Linked DNA regions of Mus musculus: region 1 is linked to region 2. The links are chromatin contacts, called in public HiChIP or PLAC-seq maps. All regions are on one chromosome and are shown on one strand. The core of a region is the stretch at or near the end of the contact, and the rest is flanking DNA. Distances in the headings are between cores, read along the strand shown. Region 1 has its middle 18 kb from the start of Gm16291. Region 2 overlaps Rims2 (regulating synaptic membrane exocytosis 2).

What was found. HiChIP or PLAC-seq counts read pairs in DNA pulled down with a chosen protein or histone mark.
Region 1: a contact with region 2 is called in an H3K27ac HiChIP or PLAC-seq map of embryonic stem cells, with 5 read pairs. The contact joins two enhancer-like sites. A contact is called at or near these places in 2 of 39 promoter capture datasets (the C10 cell line and cranial neural crest), 1 of 484 Hi-C or Micro-C datasets (nephron progenitors), 1 of 115 datasets of contacts at active chromatin or transcription factors (embryonic stem cells) and 3 of 9 other capture datasets (adipose tissue, embryonic stem cells and liver).

Annotation. Positions count from the first base shown.
Region 1 is chr15:39,776,533-39,782,445 of GRCm38.p6, reverse strand. It overlaps a transcript of Dpys not described here. Among named protein-coding and RNA genes, the nearest start is that of Gm16291, 18 kb to the left of the region's middle. Within about 2 kb of position 1,680, at least 19 of the 459 cell types and tissues checked have an H3K27ac peak or open chromatin away from gene starts, as enhancers often do. A contact at or near this core is called in embryonic stem cells, where this site is marked.
Region 2 is chr15:39,419,907-39,425,504 of GRCm38.p6, reverse strand. All of the region lies in intron 5 of Rims2 (regulating synaptic membrane exocytosis 2), which reads right to left. Among named protein-coding and RNA genes, the nearest start is that of Rims2, 220 kb to the right of the region's middle. Within about 2 kb of position 2,579, at least 3 of the 459 cell types and tissues checked have an H3K27ac peak or open chromatin away from gene starts, as enhancers often do. A contact at or near this core is called in embryonic stem cells, where this site is marked.

The sequences.
Region 1 (5,913 bases), core at 431-2,930, 360 kb before region 2:
TGATCTGTTCCTCCCAAGTCCTTTCTTGTGCCTTGGTCCCTCTGTGCGGCAAAGCTGGGCTTCTCTTTGGATGTACCCACACTCTGGAGTAAGAGCCCAGGAGAGGATGTGTGGTTCCTTTAAGGAAGGATGGGCGGAGCTCAGCGTCATTTGATCTCAGCGCCCAGAAGAAAGGATGGTAAGCTGCACCTGAAGAGAAATCTTCAGCTCAATTAAACTCCAATTCTTTTTTCCCTCAGGTTAAAAGATACTGCAAAACGTTTTATTATTTTTTTATCCCTACACTTTTTAAAAAGACTTATTTATCTATTTATTTATTTTATGTATATGAGTACACCATCACTCTCTTCAGACACACCAGAAGAGGGCATCAGGTCCCATTTACCGATGGTTGTGAGCCACCACATGGTTGCTGGGAATTGAACTCAGGTCCTCTGGAAGAGCAGTCAGTGCTCTTAACTGCTGAGCCATCTCTCCAGCCCCTTATCCATACACTTTGTTTGACAAAGGCAGCTCTACATTAGAACACAGACTCCTTTACCAGTGAGTAAGTAAGCTGCTTTCTTACCCAGAAGTCAATCCTCACACAGCATTTACTGTTCACTGGAAATGTCACTGTCTCCTGGATGCTTTCCTAGGTAGGATGGTCCTTCTTTTATGCAGCTCCATGGAAGGGCCCAGCATCCAGTCCACAGGATGCCTTAACTCCTGCAGCGTACCGTTATCCTTCGTATCTGTGGATGCTACACAGCATTTACTTCTCATTAGGAGATAAAAGTGATCAGGAGTTGGGTTCAAGTGTAATAGTGTAAGGGAGGGTGAGCATGGGTAGTTAACATGATGTCATCCTAGGTCAGTGGGGTCAACATCCCCAGACTTCAGAATCACACTGCTGAAGCCAATTCCCCCAAGCACACTCACTGAGGGACTGAGATAGATGATAGCTTCACTTCTCTGTCTCCTCCCTCATCCCTCCTCCCTCCTCCCTCCAGAAGCTGAAAGGTCATTCAGGAGGGGCTTGTCTAGCTCACTGGCTCTCCCTCACACCCAGCACAGTGTGTGGTCAGTTATGGGCACTCCGTGGATACTTCACAGTTTTTAAATAAGAGAGGAAATAAAGGAATTCCTGCCCAGTTCTTCAGTGGATACAAATGAAGTGAGAGAGTCTTCTGTGAAGCAGACACCAATCCTGGAGCTACACAGCTCTCTAAGAGAGAGGAAAGTCACGTGGGCTCCAGCTAAGTCCTTGGAAATGCACATGAGACTCCCTTTGTATATTCCAGATGGCCTGGGAGACCAAGCTCTTTTTCCTTATGAAGTTTGATTGATCTTCCTAAACCTCAGTTTCTTCATTCACGTGACAAAAACAAACAAACAAACAAACAAACAAAAACCAAGAGTCTCCCTGGGAGTACCCTGAGGCCCATGATACTGTGGGAATGTGTGACCTTAATAAGATGTCTGCTGAAAGACCTTCCTGGTGATCTTCCGATAGAAAGCTCCCTTCCCGGAATGACCCAGCAAAACAAGCTTTACATGGAAGCTCTGAAGGTAAGGCAGGTGCAAATAATGACCAAGAAAGTTTCAGTCCCCTCTTCTGGTGACTAAGACCTCACCTCCCCCAAGGCCATCAATGCTGCTTAGGGAAGGTCTCAGAAACACTTGCCTCCCTGGAAGGGAGAGGCTAATTACCATTTCTAAAGGGGGAATGAAAAGGTCAGATCCAGCAAACAGTGGGCTTAAACACTCTTGTTGTAATCAAGGCCTACCCTTAAACTGTATAAAAAGTGTGTGCTTAGGAGACTTGGACTTGCCTCTGCCCTGATTGCAGGACAGCCCCAGTGTTCTGGATCAATAAGCCTCTTGCTTGTTGCAGCAATCTCAGTCTCCTAGTTTCTGTGAGTTGGACATCCTGGATGTAAGGCTCTTTGGGTCTTACATTACCCAAGCCCTACACAGTCTGCAAATGCCAGTGCCCATTGCTGGCAAGGTGATGAGTCAATAAAAATGGCTGCCCAGAAAGCCTAGGCCGTTTTGTTCTTTCCTTGAAGTTCACGACATCTGAGAGAACCAAGCCCTTAGTGGTGGCAGAATGGAAGCTATGAAAAGGGAGGTGGTTCAAACCCAGGCACAGATGAGAGCATTCAGCCATCTTGGAGACGTCAGTGGATGAAGGCCAGGATGTGGGCACCACGAGTGAAATGAGCAGGGATACATTTGGAGCATGGGAGATGGAAGCAGAGTGACAGCTACATCTCAGCAGGAACTCTTCTCCCTCTGTAGGAAGAGGGAGAACTGGGGGCTTTGTCAAAAGCTGGGAGGCTACAAAAGCTGCATTTGAACCAGCTGAGCAAGACATAGAAACGTTCTCAGTTTCAGTTCTTCTACTGATAAAATGCAGTAGCTAAGATTATTTTCTATGCAAGAAGAGTTAAAAACTAATGTCTTTGTTAGGCTTCCTACTTGCAGTTGGTGCAGAGGCCATGGAAGGGTGCTGCTTACTGACTTGCTTCACGTGGCCTGCTCAGACTGCTCTCTTATAGAATCCAGGCCCACCAGCCCAGGGATGGCACTACCCACAATGGAGGGCCCTCCCCACCTTGGTCTCTAATTCAGAAAATGCCTTACAGCTGGATCTCATGGAGGCATTTTCTCACCTGAGGCTCCTTCCTCTCTGATGACTCTAATGCCCATCTGTCAAGTTGATACAACTCAGGCACTATGTATAATGCCCTGGCTCTCTGTGTTAGTCCAGAGGCATCCCCTCCTGTTCTTCCTCACCGGGCTTTCTCCCTCTTCCTTTCCAACTTCCTCACGCTGGGTTGGAACCAGAAGCCACACAATATAATAATTAGATTTCTTTTTGTCAAACCAATTCTCTCCTTTTACTTCTTTCTGTGGACAAGTCTTATAAACAGAGAGACCCTGCCATCATTTATTGAGCACCTGCTGTTTGCAGGGCATGGAACCAGACCCTTTGGCCCTGAACAGCTGCACAGAGCAGTTCAGGAAGCAGCTTGGGAACTCTGCATTGGATGTCTTGGGCAAACAATTTAGTGAACAAGGAGAAGAGGGCTGTGCTGCGTAATGAAAGTAAACGCAACCACTGTGTTCATGGTCGGGGCTGCGTCTGTTGTAAGAGTCATCTGTGGTGAATCAGTGGGGCCTGTAAACCTACAAAGTGCATGCGGCCAGGCCCTTAGGACTCTTGAGACAAGGGTGTTTGTATAAAAGCTAGAGGGGCAGAGCATATTAGCTCGGTGTTTTCAAAGTGTGTTTTTATTTGTTTGTTTTGTTATTTTGGCCTTATAACAGAATGTAGTCTCCAGAAGAACACAGGACCTCTGGGTTTTCCTCTAATGAAACCTTAAATGTGCTCAATAGTTCCTAAATGGTAAACCCCTATTAGGCCTTTATGATATTATGTGCCTGTACCAGGGCTATAAGCTCTGTGTGGACTCTATCACCTTATTCTGCCTACAAGCTTCTGAGAAGGCACTGCTTCTAATTACAATGAGAAAGCCAAAACTCAGAGAGGTTTAGCAATTGCCCAACGTGATGGCATTTGGTGACTCAAGATGTAAACCCCAGTCTATTTGTAAATAACTGTTGTAACGCAAATGTTGTGATGCAAATGTAAGTCAGAAGGTTCTCCATGCCCCAAACAGGACACACAAAGAACCCACATTCTCAGAGAGGACAGAATCCTTTTCACCCGAAAGAGAATATCTGTCCAGCTACTGATAGCTCTGGACACCATGTTTTACGGTGGTTTAGGTTCCAATAGCCTGCACTGATCAGCAGGGAACTGAGTCACTGTGGAGATGCGGTCAGCAGTAGAGTTGAAGGGATGTGGTGAGGCAGAGGCGAAAGCACAGAGTAGCCAACACAGAGCCGGAAGGGAGTGAGTGAGCAAGCACCTGGCACATTATACAGCCTGTGCCAGTCCCCTGCCACTGCAAAGCCCTGGGAAGGGACTGCAGGAAAGCAGGCATCACCACAGCCTCCTGGCTACCAAGCCATTCCAGCTGGACCTGTTGCAGACTTGACTGCCAAACCCTCAGCCTGCCTCCTCCCTCAACCCTGTTCCTGTAGCCATTCTTACGCATGTCCCTCTGCACCTCAGAGAAATGAGTTATGAGTTTTTCACACTCCTGGTCCCCACCTCCCCAAGTTCTGCTTTCTTGAGTGACTTGCAGTACTCTGTGAGGCCTTACTCCTTGGGGCCAATCTCACTATAAATAATTCAGTTGTCTTGGGAACTCTTGTTGCAGGAAGGCTTGTTTTCCATTCTTAAGAAATCGCGCACACACACCCCTCTGATCAATATTTACGTCTTGGCACAGGTCTGTGGAGAGAAGAGAAGTTTACAGCACATTAAGGAGACAGGAAATGAGTCTGGGGGAGCAAAGCATTGCAGTGGAAGTATCTGGAAATGCCTGGCAGGGCTCTCGGAGTGCAGCGGGACCTTGGGGCTGGGACTTCAGGGTCCTTCGGAGAGGAGGGAAGGAGGGACACCTCCAAAGACAGGCCTGTTGCCTTGTTTCATTTTGATTGTAGACAACAAAGGACAACTGAAGATTCTTTAGAATGTGCCGTTATGACCCTGGATCTGAAGGCTAAGGAGAGAGGACAGACAAGGCTTGGTGTTAATGTGTACCGCAGTTCTTTACTGGATGCTGGAATACCTGTCAAGAAAAGACTCAGGAAGAGTGGGTGGTGATGACTCTGAGACAGCCTCCTAAAATAAGAGTGTACAACATGGGCAAGGTGACCATTTGGAGAGGACTTGGAGTCCACGCTTCTCAGGATGTATGCAGTCTGAGGAATGTCACTTCACTTCCCCTTTATGAATCTCAGTTTCTTGATCTATGAACTGGAGACAGTAACATTTCCTCTGCTTCCTTGACCTCATTGTTAAAAGAACCCAAAGAGGAGACATTTGTGAACAGCAATAACTGTAATGAGTGCCATAGAAGGACACCTGAACGTCATGCTCAGTCAGCTGCTCTGGAAATTGCTAGTAAGAGCAGACATCGAATGAGAGCAATTAGAAAGCAGTGGGGGAGGAGTGGGGGGTGGGGTAAAATAGATGAATGAGCTCACAGCCACACAGAGAGGCTCTTCTGCGGGGAGAATGCCAAGGGCTGGAGAGAAAAACGTGGGCAAAACCAGAAGGTGAGCGGTGGCTCCAGGAAGTCAGAGCTTCTGTTTATTCCTACAGAGGCTTGGGGCTGGGGTGACAACTCACAATGTGGCACTTTCTGAGTCAATCCATACTAACGGTCACATGCTCAATCCAGAGCCAGATGCAAGCACAACAAAGCCAAGGTTGGGCTGAACATAGAAATGAGAGAGAAGAGGCTGCAGGTGGGTGGACCAGCACGGTGAGTAAGAGAGGCGGTATAGGGGAGTTCCATGGGACAAGGCTAGAACACGTAAAGGGTGACCCCAAAGAAGGTGTTGTGCCACTGGGCTGGGGGTGAAGGCCAAGAAGATGAGGAAGGAAGGAAGTCTAGAAGGGACCAACCATAGGACCAGGACTACTGGGTAAAGTGAGGCTGGTTCTCTGGAGTGAGATAAACTCTGCTCGGGATATTAGCTTCTCTGTAGCCTTTGTGCCAGGGTCTGTCATTCAGAGGGCACCCTTAGTCATGTCAGAGTGAACTGACAGATGACAGAAACAGGCTAATTGAAAGTGTTCAGCAAACCAAGCCTGAGACCCAAGTTATTCAGAAAGCTGAGGCAGGAGGATTGTAGCTTACTGAAACCATTATCTCAAAATAAAAATGTAAATCATTTGGCATGGAAAGGTAGCTCAGCTGTAAAACGCTTGCCTGGCATGTGGCAGGCCCTGGGTTCAACTGTAACACTACAAGAGAAGTAAACTATTTGAACCCTTTTTGTGGCTTA
Region 2 (5,598 bases), core at 1,330-3,829:
GTGATCTATATTCCATAAGGTGAGTACAGTTCTGAGGACAAAGAAGGAACTCCTAGGCATCCAGTACTAGTATTGGCACAGTTGATTCTTCTATGGAAGATAAGTAAATAACATGGGTGAAATGTGTCAGAAAAAGAAGACACACACAGGTTGCCTAAAGAATTTTAACCAAAGCTGGAGTGAGCTTAGATGAATCAGAGTGAATAGAGTAGCATTTATCTCTTTTTATCCAAGGATTGTTGGGATCAAGAGTCCCTCGTGAGCATCTACTTTCAACTCCTAGGTTAGTGATGTCATATTAATAGCTTAAAATCAGCTCTGTAAAGTTAATACCATGGAACTCCTCATACCTTACAAGTCAGGTCCTTTTTTCTTTAAAACTCGAGCTGTCAAATATTTGCAAGAGCACACTATTGCTCAGCCTAACAAAAGCCAAGAAAAAGAGTAATAATTGGCCAAAGCCTCAGTATTTATCCTGAGCCTTCATTAGATCAAAGATTATCTGAGACAGCCAGACATTTCGGGAGGAGGTCATTGTGAGGGGAAGAGCAGCCTCTTCTCAGTCACTGAGAGCTCTAGGGTGGAGATAAGTTTTCAAAATATGTTTGGGGTGGCAAACACATACAGTTTAAATTTAATGAAACTTGAACATTCCTGAGATGCCATGAATGTTATTGCTACCCTGTTCCTCTACACTCTGGTTTGAATTGCATGCTTCACAGATTTTATGTGCACTCACGGAGTCAGAAGACACTGCAGGTAGAGGGGAAACTGAGAAGACCCAAGGTTCAGTGTAATGACCACAGGTAAATAACGAGAGGGGCCAGGCTTCACTTAACATTTCCACTGGCTCTTGAGGAAAACAAAAACAAAAACCTAAGAGTAGTCACCAGATGATTATATAACTGGATCTATTCCTAGATTTTTAATTTATACAAAATTTCCTCTGATATTAGTTTACAAATTGAAGTTATTTATGCTCTATTTCCCTATTTTAAAAGTGCAGTAGCAGAAAACAAGCAAAACAGAAAGGGATATCAGAAGCACGTTCAGGGGTAGCAAGAGAAGCCAAAGTGAAGCAAGCCAGGCACAAGTCTTCTGGAATTTGTCAGAAAGTCCCATGTTTCCCATGTAGGCGAGTTAGCAGGTAGTCTGCAGCCGTCTGACAAAAGCAGCAGCAGCTAGTCTAGGGCAGGGAGGGGGAACTAAATTATTCCACAGAGGCATAAGAGACACAGCAGTAAAGTCAGGCAGAAGAATGGAATGACTGCCCTTAAGTCAAATATATAGAGATTGATACAAACAAGGTAAAGAAAAACAAACAAATGGTGGCTACACAGTTTCCTTAAAGAACAAATTGAGTAAGATTTGAAATACAGGAAACTAGAACTTTCAGAGAAAAATGTGTGCACTGTGGTACATACATAGCTATATGTGGTAAACAAGTGGTTACTTAGAAGTCAGTCATGTCTCTTCATTAGTGAGATGTGAAAGTGTGCACATTATTATTCAACTTAGAAGATTATAAATCCATAGCAGGTATTAGTGCTTGAAGACAATGTACCTGCTATAAGTTTTTATCACAATAAAGAACAATATGGATTATTCATATTATTATTGCACGACTATAATGACAGTGGTGACAGGGAAAGTTGTCGAGCGAAACTGAAAACTGACTAGGTAACAATACCCTCCATGTGCACAGATTATATATATAATAGTAGAGTATAATATAGTATGAATATTATGTTAATACTATATCACATATATTTAATATAAAATTATTAAAACATATCATGTTGATAATGAATTATTATATAATGTAGTATTATGTATATATAATCATTGTAGATAAAGATAATGTGTAGTGTCTTGTGTCCTGTGTGAATTGGATCCTGGATCTGGGACTAAGAGTAGTAAAGAAATGAGAAAAACGACAGATTACATGTTCAGTGAAGATGGGATCAGGTAGGGTTCTCTAACCAGCACCACACAGCCTGGAACCTCAACCTCTTTATTACATACAACACAAGTGTGAGAACTAAAAAGGGGCCTAGGAAAAGAGGGGGAAGGGAGGACCCACATCCTGCCAGGGCTCCACCTATGCTCTGGACAGGCAGACAAGGAAGGGCTGGCAGATGCTTTCCACTCAGCCCCAGGTGGGCATCCAAGCCTCTGACCCACTTGACCGGAGTGGGGGGCAGCAAGGGGCAACTCAACCTGGGGGCCCCGGGGCCACACCCTGTAGCCCCCGGGTTATGGGAGAGAGAGAAGTGAGAGAGCAAGGAGGGGCCAAACAGCCCCTTTTAAAGTGAGCTGCTATCTTTTCTGTTGCTAGGTAACTGGGGAGGAGTCTATCCTGAAGGTCAGAAGCTTGGGACATTGCCTAAGTGACTTCTAGTCATGCTTCTCTTGAGGGGTCTGTGGGGAACGGTAACTTAGTTAGGAGCCACAGTTCCAGGAGCATGAAAGAACTCCTTCTGTCCCCTGTAGGTGAATTATGACCACCAGATCCCAGGGTTCAGCATCTCAGCTCTACTGGCGACCAGCCTGTCTGTGCATAGCCCAGTGCCCCACACACAAGGAGAGGGGTTAGCTACTCTCAGAAGGTAGCTCTGTGGGACGGCAGTCTCAGGCCAGAAACAAACAGAGGAGGAAGCTGGAGTTACTAGTCTTTGTACACAGTGATCAGTTGTGCAAACTCACACTCAGACTTCCAACAAAAACTTTGCCATTTCTCTTGAGCATGGGCCACATGGGTAATGGCATTGCCAATTGTCCCAAGGGTTGTGAGTCCTCAACAAAGCCATGACCATGCCAAAACTCATATCTAGTCCAGATTCACTTACTCTGGTTTTCCTAACCTTCCTGTATTAACTCTCCAGCAAAACTGTCTCCCAAATAACTCAGTGTTGCAGGCTCAAAGGCCCCCAGCAGGTGCACGACTTAGTCTGTGAGTGCAAAGAGGCTGCAGAAGGGGGGGTCTTCTAACTTTTTCTTACTTCAGTGGGGAAGCTTTCTCTAGATTCATAACATTAACAAGCCTAAGATTATTAGAGACACAATTTCCTTAAAATTTTATAGATATTCAACTGATACAAAATAAGTGATTTAGAAAAACAAATGATGCATGTTTTCTCTCATATTAAAAAAAAAACTAGATTTGTGTGTGTGTGTGTGTATGTGGTTCTGTGTGTGTGTGTGAATGTGGTTGTGTGTGTGTGTGAATGTGGTTGTGTGTGCGTGTGTGTGAATGTGGTTGTGTGTGCATGTGTGTGAATGTGGTTGTGTGTGTGCCCGTGCCCACGCACACTATGAAACTAGGACATGGATATGATAGGAAAGAGTTAAACACTTTTGAAGCTATTCTCTAAATGCTATTCTATATAAGATACAATACATATCAACAAATTGTAAAAATGCTTAACAGTAATGACAAAAATAAAAACAATTGAGTAAGAGCTACACACACACACACACACATATACCCCCCCACATAAATATGTACATACATGTACACACAGGATATAAAAAAGAAAATAGCAGAGTGAAAAATTCAGAGGCACCAGTTACCACCCTCAGCCTCCACTGACTACAGCATGCACTTGGAAGCAGAAACTTACTTAATAAATATCTTACATATTTCTTCTCCAGACTTTGGTAATTCATAAATTTCCCTGAATAAGAGCTTAAGTATCACTCTATCTGCTCTCATTCATTACCAAACTTTAAGAAAAAAATTTAAACAGTTGGCAGAGGAAAAATATCAATGTTTAATGTAATGTTATTAAATGTCTCCACTTACCTATGAATGTCTAAGAAAGAACAAACTTTGGATAGCTTTGTGAAAAAACTTAGATTGTCTATAATAGCAATCAAGGACTTAAAGATGGCGGATCAAATAATTAGTTAAAATGATTAGCATTAGATTTATGCCATATTAGTCATAAGTAGAGTCAGTGCTTCAGCTGTTCAAAAGATAAAACTGTTTTATGCATGTCTAAAAGACTAACATGACTCCAGCTCTGCCTCTATCTCCCTTCTCCTCGTTCATGAGAACCTATTTTTAACAAATTCCTCAATCTAAGAGGGATATCAATTTAGAAAAACAGACATAACATGTCCTTCAGTTTTATAATACCCACATGAAAGTTTTATAGTTTTCTATTTAACATATTACTAAAAGTTGACTGTAAATGCATCTTTCACTTGCACAAATAAAACATTATTTGATTCTACTTTCAACACTAAAGAAATTCATTTTGAATGTGTTGCTCTTGGAGTCTGGTGAGACCATTGATCTTGTACCACAGCAGACTTTTCCTACTATGCTGCTTGTGTCCTTCTGTGCGAAAACACAGTGCAGCCTTGCTGGAGTTTGCAGCCACAGTCTTACTGTTTAAGTCACTTCATTTAGGGTACAGTAATGTCCGTGATGTCTATCTTATCTTAGAATAAGGGAGGAGAATAGAGACACCAGAGTCGAAGATATCATCTGCCAAGGTACTCCTTGCAGTGCAGAGCATTGTAGGATAACAATATAGCTATCTCAATTTTTTGTGTGTGGAACAAAGGATGCTTTGAACTGACAAATCACAACATAAAATTTTCCTTTAAATGTCATTGTATTTTCATGTTCTATGTGTCTGTGTAGTGCAATAGCATACATAAAAAAATTACAATGTGAATAAAATCCCATTTCCGTAGCACCTGATAGCTTGGTATCCTTTAGTGCAACTTTTAAGTTTCCAGTATGCATCTGTCTGTACATATACATGCATGCATATCTAGACATAAACCTTTATAAATACAATATGGTCAGAGCTATCAATGGTAAAATACTGAAATCATGTTTACAGAACATGAAAAAAAGTACTGAATGACATATATGAACGTTGTTATTTTGAACTACAAAAAATGCAATCTATTACACAATTTTCTCAGATGTAGTCTGTTCTTATCTTAAAGAAACACTTCCACAGCATTATTATATCTTTAATATTTTATTAACATAAATATTTCAGTTATCAAAATTATTGAGCAACTTTATAAATAATGATTAACAATACATAAAATGAATGGCAAATGTTTAAAATATATATTACATACTAATAAAAATTCATAATAACCATTTTGAAGCCAACTTCTCTATCGCTAATGAAATACCAAGAAGAAAACAAATTTTTAGCAATGTATTTAATTGTAACAGGGCACTTTTCATTTCTCCTTTGATCTTCTAATTAGAAAAACACAATGAGGAGGCTTAAGGAGCATCAGAAGTTGTTCTAAGCACCTTTTCCATTGTACCTGAATGTTAAGATATACAGCTGAAGCATTAAGGAAGCTCTTTAAAACTAAATCTCACAAATTCTAACAAACTGTCTAGGATGGACCTTAACACCAGTCTCAAAGACAAAATACAGTTAACATACGAAAATATATATTTAATTCACCATATATTCAAGGATTAGTTGTTCCCATGGTAGTGGAAATCACATTAAGAAGAAAATATATAAATATAGCCATAGATGATCCTAAGTATAGTTTTAGATAAAGATGATCATACGCATGAGATCAGACCCAGTACATTTCAATCAT